Linked DNA regions of Mus musculus: region 1 is linked to region 2. Evidence: chromatin contacts called from public HiChIP or PLAC-seq data. All regions are on one chromosome and are shown on one strand. The core of a region is the stretch at or near the end of the contact, and the rest is flanking DNA. Distances in the headings are between cores, read along the strand shown.

Evidence for each region. HiChIP or PLAC-seq counts read pairs in DNA pulled down with a chosen protein or histone mark.
Region 1: an H3K4me3 HiChIP or PLAC-seq map of bone marrow-derived macrophages shows a contact between it and region 2, with 6 times the contacts expected there. The contact joins two enhancer-like sites. A contact is called at or near these places in 3 of 39 promoter capture datasets (cranial neural crest, hematopoietic stem and progenitor cells and neutrophils), 4 of 484 Hi-C or Micro-C datasets (bone marrow-derived macrophages, liver and muscle stem cells), 5 of 115 datasets of contacts at active chromatin or transcription factors (bone marrow-derived macrophages, embryonic stem cells, heart atrium and 1 more) and 3 of 9 other capture datasets (adipose tissue, liver and pancreatic islet).

The regions. Positions count from the first base shown.
Region 1 is chr10:42,241,023-42,246,716 of GRCm38.p6, reverse strand. The region is part of intron 2 of Foxo3 (forkhead box O3); the gene reads left to right. Among named protein-coding and RNA genes, the nearest start is that of Gm38485, 31 kb to the left of the region's middle. Within about 2 kb of position 2,131, at least 31 of the 459 cell types and tissues checked have an H3K27ac peak or open chromatin away from gene starts, as enhancers often do. A contact at or near this core is called in bone marrow-derived macrophages and hematopoietic stem and progenitor cells, where this site is marked.
Region 2 is chr10:42,028,816-42,034,156 of GRCm38.p6, reverse strand. It overlaps 1700016J18Rik (a long non-coding RNA gene), which reads right to left. Exons shown (of 3, transcript XR_871596.3): 3 at 5,047-5,160. Among named protein-coding and RNA genes, the nearest start is that of Gm51798, 12 kb to the left of the region's middle. Within about 2 kb of position 2,961, at least 61 of the 459 cell types and tissues checked have an H3K27ac peak or open chromatin away from gene starts, as enhancers often do. A contact at or near this core is called in bone marrow-derived macrophages and hematopoietic stem and progenitor cells, where this site is marked.

The DNA.
Region 1 (5,694 bases), core at 882-3,381, 210 kb before region 2:
GGCCTTCCAGTGGCTTGCTGCTTACTGGCTTACCTTCTCAACCCCACCCCACACTCCTGACCTCCTGCCGTGTGCCAAGGTTATAGCCATGTCCTGCTGTGCTTGGCTTTTGTTCACAGTGTTAGGGATAGGACATGGCGTTGCCTCTTGCCCTGTTATATTGTTAGGGACAAGCATCATAATTTTGCTAGGCATTGACTTTGCATTAAGAGGGGACAAATGCTTGAAGATCCATGTAAGGTATCTTTGTGCTGTTAGTCCCGGTTCCTCTCCCAGGTCTGGCTGCTCCCTTCTCTCTGTTTAAGCCTGCCATCCTGTCCTTGGTTTTCTTTCCTAAGGTCTTCCTTTACTTGGAAGAATGCCTCCCAAGCTTAGGATGTGTTTTCTTGAGTTGGTGGCTTAGTCCCTGGGAGCTCTGGGGGTACTGGGTAGTTCATATTGTTGTTCCTCCTATGGGGCTGCAAACCCCTTCAGATCCTTGGGTGCTTTCTCTAGCTCCTTTATTGGGGACCCTGTTGGACTGGCTATGTCTTAAAACCGTTTTTAAAAACAGTCTTAAGAAACTGTGTGACCACAAGCACGTTTTGTATATGATTTGCCTATGATTCCAGGGGCTGCAGACTCTGTATCATTCATGGACTCCTTGTTAAGTATATAAAGTTTAGAAGAAAAATAGTCAAAGCAAAACTAGGAATGTGGTCTCCTGAGCTATAACAGAAAATGTCCAGGTTACTTGATAGGTTGGGGGTTGATGAATGAACCCCCATCAAGTGTATTTGTTAGCAGGGAAGAAAACAGTATTTGCAGAGCAGATTGGAGGGGTGAAGTAAGGAGAGGAAGTTAGAGGTGAGTGCCAAGAGGACAGGAAGACCAACAGATGTCTTTCTGTAGGTGCAGTGATGGGCATTTCGAGGGACTCTCTAAGAATATTAGTCCAATTACCGATTTTATTTAAAAAGTGATCTGTGTTATGAATGAGTATGGAAAATAACTCTTAAGTCATGCCACAGGAGCTTTGAGGTGATTGGCAGCTGGGATGGAAGCCGGGCCAAGTCCTGCAGCAAAGAAATTGGTTTTGTAAAATTTAATGTAGCATATTCCCAACAGGTTGAAAGGATTTGGGGTTGGGGTGGGGCAGAAAACTAGCAGAAATGAAAGCTATTAAGGAAATGAAATGCTGGGCTAGGTCACTGGAGTCCTTTCCAACTGGAAGACCCTTCTGTGAGAGACCTGACTCCTCAAAAGAGAAGCGCCAGGATCAGAGATGGAGAACATAGGAGCCCTGCAGGGAGGAACTGCTTGCTGCCACTGGGTTATGTAAGCGACTTGGGTTGTGTAAGTTCTTACTGTACGTGAAGGTGAGAGAACCAGAACCTTAGTGTGTTCAGTTGAGCAGTGAGGAGCAATGGTGGCTTCTCCATCCTCATTAAATGCAGGGCTCAAGGCCTTCTGGGTAATGATTGTGGCATTGTGGGGTTCTCGGGCTAAATTAAGCTGCAAGACAATTTTTCATGTGTTTGAAGATTTTTTTTTTAATGTAGATATCCTGCAGGCTTTTGTGACTGACTCTGTAGACTGTGTGTGGCCAAGTCCAGCGACAGCTCATAAAGTTGGCCGTGAGCCACTTCAGGAACCTCGTGTTTCTCTAATTTTTAATAGGCTCCTAGGGCTGCCTGACTCTTGAGATGTGTCAGTCCATCACATGCCATCTACCAGAGTACAGAGGAGCAACCAAAATTAGAATTCATACTTCAGATTTAAGAAAAAAATAGTTATTTCTCCTTTGCTGATACTAAGACATTATTTGTCTTCCCTAAAGTCGTCATTGCTAAAGCAAACTGATGAATATTCAGCCTGAAACAAGCAAGACTACCTAAAAAAATAGAACCCCTGTTTCATATTACAGTTTGAGGTTCCCTGCTGCTCAGTTTGGGGAACACCCCTCTTCTGGATTCAGTGACAAGTCTTCCTCCCAGTGTGGGGTGGGGACCTCTTGCTTCTCCCAGTCTTCCTGTCCTAGACAACTGGGGAAGCTTGGGTGACTCAGCCGAGGGTCTAGATTGGCCAGGTTCTGCTGACTCCTGCTGCTCAGCTCCGCTGATAAGGACCTCTGCAGCATGGGGGTGACAGGGGATTAACAAGCAGTTACTCAGTGATAAAGTCAACTGAGGCACAGGAGGAGGACCGGGCACACTGACCACATGGGCCACACACTGGTGACAGCACCAGCTGTCTGTGCAGAGGGCTGATGGGAAGTAGGAATGAAAACAAACTAAAGTTTTCTCCTGAGCAAGATTAAATACAGAATGAATTAGAAGTATAATTCCAGAAAGTTTGGGGCTGTACAGATTGGGGTGGGGCATGATACATGTTCTATGGTGATTGACTTACTGGAAATTCACTATGGAAGTAGATTCAGGGAAAGAACTCTAAAGTGTGCGCTAGGAAGGCTCCCATTTATGGAATGGTTCAGTAGGCATATGGCTTCCAGCAATGCCAGATGTGGGTAGCTGACTGTCTGTGCCTGATACTACAGTTGGGTGGTGTTTGAAGGCATAGCCTACAGTAAGCGCTCTCCCCTCTCCCTCTGCCGGCTGGCTCTGTCCTCAGCTTGTTATATCCAACAAGACAGAACTCATTCCCATCCCGGTGCTCCGCCTCCTCGGTCTGTTTGCCTCCTCCTCTTCTCATGGTGCCGTACTGAGACATCAGGAAATGTCATCATTCTAACTGGAGATAGGATGACTTTAGAGGAGACTGCTCTCTCTAAACCAGTTCCATTCTAGAACAAAGAAAGACCGTTCTTCCAAATAAATGGACGGGCAGAACCTGCCCTTTCTTCTCTCAGGTTTGTTTTTTGAGATGATCTCATGGCCCAGACCGACTTCAACCTCCCCCTGTAACCAAAAACGACCTCCCACTTTACCTCCTAAGTGGTGGGATTGTAGGCATGCACCAGTACATCCAGTTGATGGTCATACTGGGGATTGAACGCAGAGCTTCATGTATACCAGGCGCACACGTGACTGGCCCAGCTGCACCCCAGCTTCCCATTTAAAGTTGATAAACTCTTGTTCATTAAGCCACTTCAGTACTTTCTGTATGTCCTAGCTAAAACTCCATTGATGATTGCTGTTACTCAAGCAGTTGAAGTAACTGTCACCCATGCTAACTGGTCACTGACTCGGGAGGACATCTTTTTCTGATTCACAGCACTGGTTGATAAGAACAGCCCAGGGTCTAGAACACTTTTTAGAGTTTGGGCCTAGGAAAGAAAATACTATTGCATATCAAGATGGTCATTCTTGAGTCTGATTTCCAAAACATAACTTTTGACATAAAGAGGATTCCGAGGAGAAACTGCTAATCAGGGAGAGGGGTGCCATTTTGGCACTTTGAGATAATAGTGCCTATGTTGTCTTTCTCAGACCGGCTAGTCAGTAGATGAGTCTTGAATGTTTAACTTTAAGGTTCATGCTCAGTCTTGATTTTGAAATAAAAATTTATCTGTATCACACACACACACACACACACACACACACACACACACGCAATGATCTTTAAAATGCCTGTGAGAATAAGGATAAGAACTAGTTGACCAAGAACTTGGTTGAGGGGCTGATTCTTAAGCCACCCTGAAAGAAGGTGGCACCGAGGATGACGACACTGGTTGGTTTTGTTGACCTAACACCAAACTAGGCCTGTCTGGAAAAAGGAACAGCAATTGAGAAAAATGCCTCTGTAAGATTGGCCGGTGGGACATTTTCTTAGTTAGTGGTAGATGTGGGAGCGTTTGAGCTGTTGTGGGTGGGTTTGCTCTAGGGCAGGTGGTCCTGGGTTCTGTAAGAAGGCAGATGAGCAAGCCATGAAAAGCAAGCCAGTAAGCAACACTCCTCCATCATGTCTACATCAGCTCCTGCCTCTAGATTCCTGCCCTGTTTGAGTTCCTGATTATGACTGGTCTTTGGCCAAACCAACTTTTTCGTTGAAATCAGTGAAGTCATGTTTTATTACAGGATCCTTTTGTTTATACTCAGATGGGTGAGGTACTCCTGTATTGTTTATAGACACTGTTTATAATCTGCACCCGAGAGCTGCGTATTTCTCAGAGCAAGAAACACAGCCATTGAATCATGGGTCAGATCCTCCTGACTACCAGTCACAAAGCCCTGAAGCAAGGGCTGTGTGTGTCCGTGTCCGTGTGTGTGTGTGTGTGTGTGTGTGTGTGTCCGTATGTGTCTTGTCTGTCTGTCCAGCAGGAGGCAGATTAGCATACACACAGTAAACTTGAATGAGACCAAAGGGAGAAGTCATAAGGCCAACTACCCTGTAAAAGGAGATGCCTTCAAATCGCTTCCAAGACCACAAAAGCTGTTTAAGCCTATACTAAGAGTGTATGATATTGCAAATGGTTACTGGTTTGGGGGAGGGGAGGGGAGGGCTTGTGAACAGCATAAAGAAAATTAAGATAGTGCCACAAGTTAGTTTTGCATGGATCAAAGCATACATTTGAAAAGGTGGCACTGAGTGAGAGAAGAGACAGAGTTTTCTGGGGAGCTTGAAGGCTGGAGTCCTGTGCTGGAGACTCTTAGTGATGACCGTGGATCCAGAAGCTGGAGAGGAAGGCTTTCCTTTGCCACTCTCTGCGGACCACCTCATGGCCTCCTTCACTGCTGCACACCGCCCTGGCTCCTCTTTGCAAGAGCAGATCATTGGCAAGGCTGCCTCCTCCGAGGGTAGTGTTCTCTGCATAGTAATCAGTTCCCTGCAATTGTGATATCCCTGCCTCTCACCCCAGGCTCTGGAATCCTGACTCACAGGGCCACTGGTAGAACAGAATTCAGAAGAGACAGAAAGCTTTCTTGAAGTTTTACCAGCCTGCTCCACTTTAAGGCTTAGTGACCAGTCACAAATAGGAGACTGTGGGGATGTGTATTTCAGTCACCTTCAGCACATGGCAGTTTAAGAGCTGCATCCACACTGGCCCTTTAGGCACCGTTGCCTGCGATTTTATTCATGTTGGGGTTGCATAGCATTCTGGACTGAGGGTGCTGCTCAGTCAGTGGGCTTTGCAACAGGCGTTAAACTCTGGCCTTGAGGCACCACCTTAAATTGGACATGGTGACACATACACGGGAGGTAGAGGCAGAAGGATTAGAAATTCAAGGTCATCCTTGGTAACATAGAGACCAGCCTGGGATGTGGGGGTCCCAGAGAGCGGCAGGAGGTAAAGAAGTTGGGAATCTTTGCAGAAGACAATGCCGGTTTAGCCAGCAGGTGTCTATGTTGGTTTTTAAAATTTGTTTTCTTAAGCTTAAAAGTCAACTGAATTCTGGGACTATCAAGAGTTCTTAGAAGCCTGGTATTGTCGCTGGTTCTCAGAGTCACAGAACTCAGAATTGATGGGCTTTTAGTTGTTAACGTGTGTGTTTGGTGTTCCGTACCTGACAGGGTGTGTGGAGATGAAGGGATGTTTGTTGTTCACTGAACCCCCACGGGGCACGGTCTGCTTTCCTCCGTGAGAGGCTTGCTTGCCTTTTTTTGGTGCCTTTGTGGAAAGGAAATTGGAATTGCAAAATGTGCATGTTTCTAACTTAATATGTCTCTTTTCAGATGATCGGATGATTGTGGGTAAATTCTACTCAGTTTGTAAAGTACACGGTGTCAAGTCTATTTTTCGATTATCTGAAAATA
Region 2 (5,341 bases), core at 1,712-4,211:
CACAGGCTGACAGAGTGGACAAGTGATGCCATCAGTACCCAGGTCAGCCAGGCGTGGTGGTTCATGCCTCAGTTCAATGCTCAGGAAGCAGGGGCAAGTGACGCTCTATGAGCTTGAGCCAGTTGGGGTCTACATAGCTCAAGTTCAAGGACAGCCAGGGCTATGTAGAGAGACTCTGTGTCAAAAAGAATAACTGCAGTTCATCTTTCTGCTCTGCCACTATACCCTAGTCAGTCAAATAGCTGCCTGCCCAGCTCCAGGCTTCAAGTCCCTGAACACTACCACTCAGAGGCAGAACAAATCAATTATTGTGTGTCTTAGGTCTCTTTGTAATAACTAAGAAACTTTTCCAGGAAATCCCTCAGTGATGTGTCCTCATGACTCATTGGTCGCAGTCGGGCTTCGAGCCTCTTTCATGAATTGCCATCAAGGAAAGGGGGATTTCCAGAGCTGATTGAATCAAGATGGCTAGGAATAAAACCAGCCTCCCTGCAAGCTCATGGCCACAAACTGTGAACTGGACCAAGCTGGATGAGGTTCTATTGGGAGATAATTGACATTTGTCACATTTGTGGTTCTCAACATTTGAGGACTTTGCCACCTTGTATGAGTCTTGCTCACAAGAGACAGCAACACAAAAGTTTTAGAACCTTCCAAGTCGATGGCAGGCATGATTAGTGTATAGGTGGGTCAACTGGACTTCACTAGCGAGCCACAAAACCCAGCCAAAGTGAAGCCTTGGGTGCTAGGCCAGATACTCTGGCGAACGTGGAAGAGCAATGTAGAGAGAGCGAGGGTCTGCACAAGTGAGTGCTGACATGCGCACTGCATCTACCTTGTAAACAGTGGTGTGCTCAAGTTGGGCAGTTTGCGTACAGTTCTGCTTTAAGCGACCATCGAGCCCGTTTTCTAGACTCTTAGGGGAGTCAAAACTAGGGGATTTGTCCCTAAACAAATCTCCTTCTGGTTCCAACTAGAGAGACTCTTGCTCGCCACCGGAAGTTCTGCAAGGCGAAATGAAACCGGGTACGCAAAGCATTGTGTCTCTGACGCAGAGGACCAGACGTGTGACGTGACAAAATGCCAAGGATGTGAGCTCTCCACAGTACATCGCAGAGTACCACTGGTGGAGACAGAATAAGGCAGGTCTGGGGAGTTCTTCCCTGGGGCCAAACTCAGCTTCCCTTCCCGTGCTCAAGCACCCTTTCTCTGGAAACCCGCCCTACTCTCTCCGCAAGCATTTCCACCGAAGACCTTGGCACCCAAAGAGCCTATACCCCATGATAGATGTAATTTAATATCATTTTGTTGTTAGATGTATCTCCAGACGTGGACCAGGTCATTTAATATTGCATGAGGGGAATGGGGTTGGAAGGCGGGGTAGGGGAATTCCAGACCAGTGTGACTAAACTTAAATTTGAAAGTTTTCAATACGAAATGCCCAGTGCATTGGAGTTTGTATCCTTTTACAGGTAACTAAAAGGGAATGTCCCCTCCCTGCAACAGAAAAAATAGCAACCTTAACAATGTTTTAAAGAACAGAAGGAAAAACTTCATTGTGATTCTCCTCTCCTGCCTCAACAAAGCTACTGGCAGGTACCCTTGACCGCTGTATCATTTACCTGACTCAGTTCATAAAGTGGATGGATACGCTGCTGTACTCCGCTTAGGCCACCACCCTCACTAGACATGCAGAGGCCGCTGGCTTACACACATTGTAACATTTGTGTTGTGTTTAACGGGTCCAAAGTGTCCTTCTTTCAAACCACTTTTAGAGCATCCTTCTTTTAGGTTGTTGATGCCTATAAATGTATCTCCCTCGGGCTGATACCACCTGATACCACCGTGTGGTTGCTGCCGCTGCCAGATCAGCGCCCCCCCCCCCCCCCCGATTTCAGCAGTGGGGCAGGTTTGAAATAGCATCTTTAATAAAAGGGCAATGGGCCTTACCGCTGTTTCCTTTTGTAGATTTTAGTTATTATTGGGGCTTTCCTGGGGTTCTGGCTCTGAACGATCCTGTCAGGCATTGGCTCAGTGTTTCTCTGCTATTCAGAGATGGCACCAGGCCCATGGGGTTGAGAGTGTAATACAGATGTGTGCGTTATCAGGAATGTTCCAAAAAGCACCTCGTGGTTTTCTCTGGGGTTCATTTTTGTTTGTTTGTTTGTTTTTGTTTTCTTTTTTTGTTGTTTTTTCTTTGGGGGTTTGGGGGGGCTGTTTTGTTTTGCAGAATTAACCCTTTCAGGGGGGTTATTGTCCTCAGTTGTCTTAGTTATGTGACAGGAAGGCCTTAGGGTGGGGATCTCTTCCTTCATCTGGAAACTTAATTTCAAATCTTACGCTTACTGCATAATGAAAAATGCCCAGGAATTGTGTGAAAGTAAGGATGAGCTGTTGCCCTGACATCTGAAAATTTTGAAACAGGTGACTATTACAGAAGCCTATTAGCTTTTCGGGACTCCCTTCCCCACAAGTTTTAAGTCAATGATCCCTCTTTCTTCCTATATTTTCTCTGCTGCATATATGATCAGTGACCTTAAAAAGCAGTCATTCAAAAACTATGTTTGGCAAACACAGCTTAATTTTCAAGTCTGGTGCAGAGTTTCTCACAGAGAGCTGGGGCCCTGAAGACAGAACGCGCTCTTTTGAGCTGCATTTTGAAAAGGGAAGGGAACTGTAACTCATTCCTTGTGGTAGAGGACAAGCAATGACTCTCGGCAATGGTCTGGGGCTCCGACCTGCCACTGCCACCGTAAAGACCCGGCTCGTGGGGCTCCGACCTGCCACCGTAATGATCTACCTCCGTGGGGCTCCGAACCGCCACCGCCACCTGGCTCCATGCCCTTTCCCTCCTAGCCTCCGAGCAGCTTCTCTGGCTGCCACGTGACCCCAAGAGGCCATTTCATGTGTTCCCACTGGGTACCACCTCTGCTGTGCCCTCTGGTGGCCTTGGCTCACCACTGCTGCTGCCTCAGCAAAGTTTGACCTTGGCGCTATCAAGAGCCATCTCTCCTCTCTACTCCAGCCGCTCATGGGAGTCCGGGTGCCTGCTGACGCTGCTCCAGCCGAGAGGGAGTGATTTGTCTCCTCAGCTGGCCACAGCAGTCCACCCTGCTCCACTCTCCAGTAGCTTACACACTGAGACCCTGAAAACCACGCTGGTTCCCCAGGCCCTGCATCATTTAGGTGACCACAGTATACCACTGCCTCAAAAAATATTTCTCCTCTTTTCAACAGTCCAGACGAGATAGACCAAGCCAAAGAATGAAGCTTAGTTATTACACCACATGTAAGAGGAAACTCAAAATAGATCAATAGCTTATGTCAAGAGCTAAACCAATAAAACTTTTAGAAGAACACAGGAGGAAAGCATCATGACCTTAATGAAATGGGGTCTTGGGTCTGGGATCAAACGCAGAAGCAATACACAGGGGCTGGGGTAAATTAGACCCTAACAAATCTAAGAACCTGTAACATTGAAGGATTTTATCAAGAAAGTGAAAATAACCACTAGGGAATGAGCAGGGTGGCAACTCAGACAACAGTCTGAGCAAATCCCAGCACTTGGGAGGCAGAGGCAGGTGGATCTCCAAGTTTGAGGCCAGCCTGCTCTACAGAGTGAGTTCGAGGCCAGCCAGAGCTGCCCAGAGAAACCCTGTCTCAAAAACAAACAACCTCTGCCCCTACCTCCCAAAACCCAATAGAATGGGAGACTCTGCCAATTCCACACGGGATGTTGTGTGAATATTCCTCAGGAGGTGTGACCAAATGTCTGTTCACTACAGTTGGGGCACCAAGGAGAAGTAAGGAAACCACTCCCCCAAAGTCTTACTTGCTGAACAAATGAGTTTATTACGGTTATTGGCAGAAGCATGGGTGACCAGTTCCATCACCCAAAGTCTCCTACCCCAGCTAGCAGTGCATGTAAGCCACATCCAAGAGCCTGTAGCCCAGTTTGTAGGCAGCAACACCAAAAAGGCTCCGCTCCAGGGCAATTGCTGTGGGAGGGATTGTGTGTGAGGCTAGTAGCTTTCTGAGCTTCCTGTAATGTTCCTGAGCTTTCTAAGCCTTCGAGTTTTCCCCTTCCTCTCCCCAGAACAGAATGCTTCAGTTTGGAGAAGATAGCTGCACAATCTGTAGGAAGGGTCTAACGTCCAAAATAATAGTCTTCATTTCTCAATAATGAAAAAGCAAACAAACAACCTTTAAACTATCAAAGCACTTGGGTTAGCATTTCTCCAAGATACACACACACACACACACACACACACACACACACACACACACCCTGATATACATATAAAAGGATACTCAATCAGTATCATTGATCCCAATGGAAATGTAAACTAAAGCCATCTTCAGATCTCTCCTTACACTCACTAGGATGGCTATAACCAAAACCAGACAACAGGAAGAACTGTCCAAATGTGGTAAATCGGAGCACCCGTAGCTTACTGATGAGAATGTAAACTGTAGGCTGCTGTGGAGAGCAGTTTGCAGGTTCCTGACAATGTTAAGTACGCCCCCGGGTGGTGCAAGCAGAGAATTGACTCCTGTGAGGTGTCCTCTGGCTTCCCCATGCCCACTGTAGCACACGAGTGTGCCCTACACACACACACACACACACACACACACACACACACACACACACTGGCACATAAATGCACAAATAAATGCAACTGTAAATGTAATGCTGAGTACAGTCAGGAGTAGTGAGGCAGGCATGTAGGCAGCACTCGGCTTGTGGAGGCGGGAAAACTACAAGTTAGACACAGTGGTCAGCCTGGGCTATATGGAGAGAGCCTGTCTCAAAGCCAAGGAACAACAAGACAGGAAGTTCACTGACTTATCTTGTCTGTTTATTGATGATACAACCCCCATTTCAGGAGAGGTTAGCCTATAGCAGTGAAGACATGCTTCTCAGAAGAGCTGAGGAGAGCCTGCACAGGCAGGCCCTGGGGTTACTGCCCTCTAATGCATTAGGCCACGCCCCTCTGGTTCAATCAGTTTCCACAGTCATCCACGTCTCAATGCTGTTTGGGGGTGGGGTGGGGATAGGGTTGAGATGGCTTAGTGAATCAAAGCTCTTTCTGCCAGCGATGCAGGTGACTCGAGATTGCTCGCTGGCCAGCAACCCAGCTCCGGGGTTTAGTGAGAGACCTGTCTCAAGAGAATAAAACATAGGGTTATAGGTCAGGATATTGGGTGTCCTTCTCTGGCTTCCACCTATCCCTGAGGGCACCTGTGCACATCTGTGTGGTGAGGAGCTGAGGCCCTCCATTTGACAATGGCTGTGTAAAGCACTATGCAGAAGCAGCAAGGTACACAGAGGCCCAGGAGA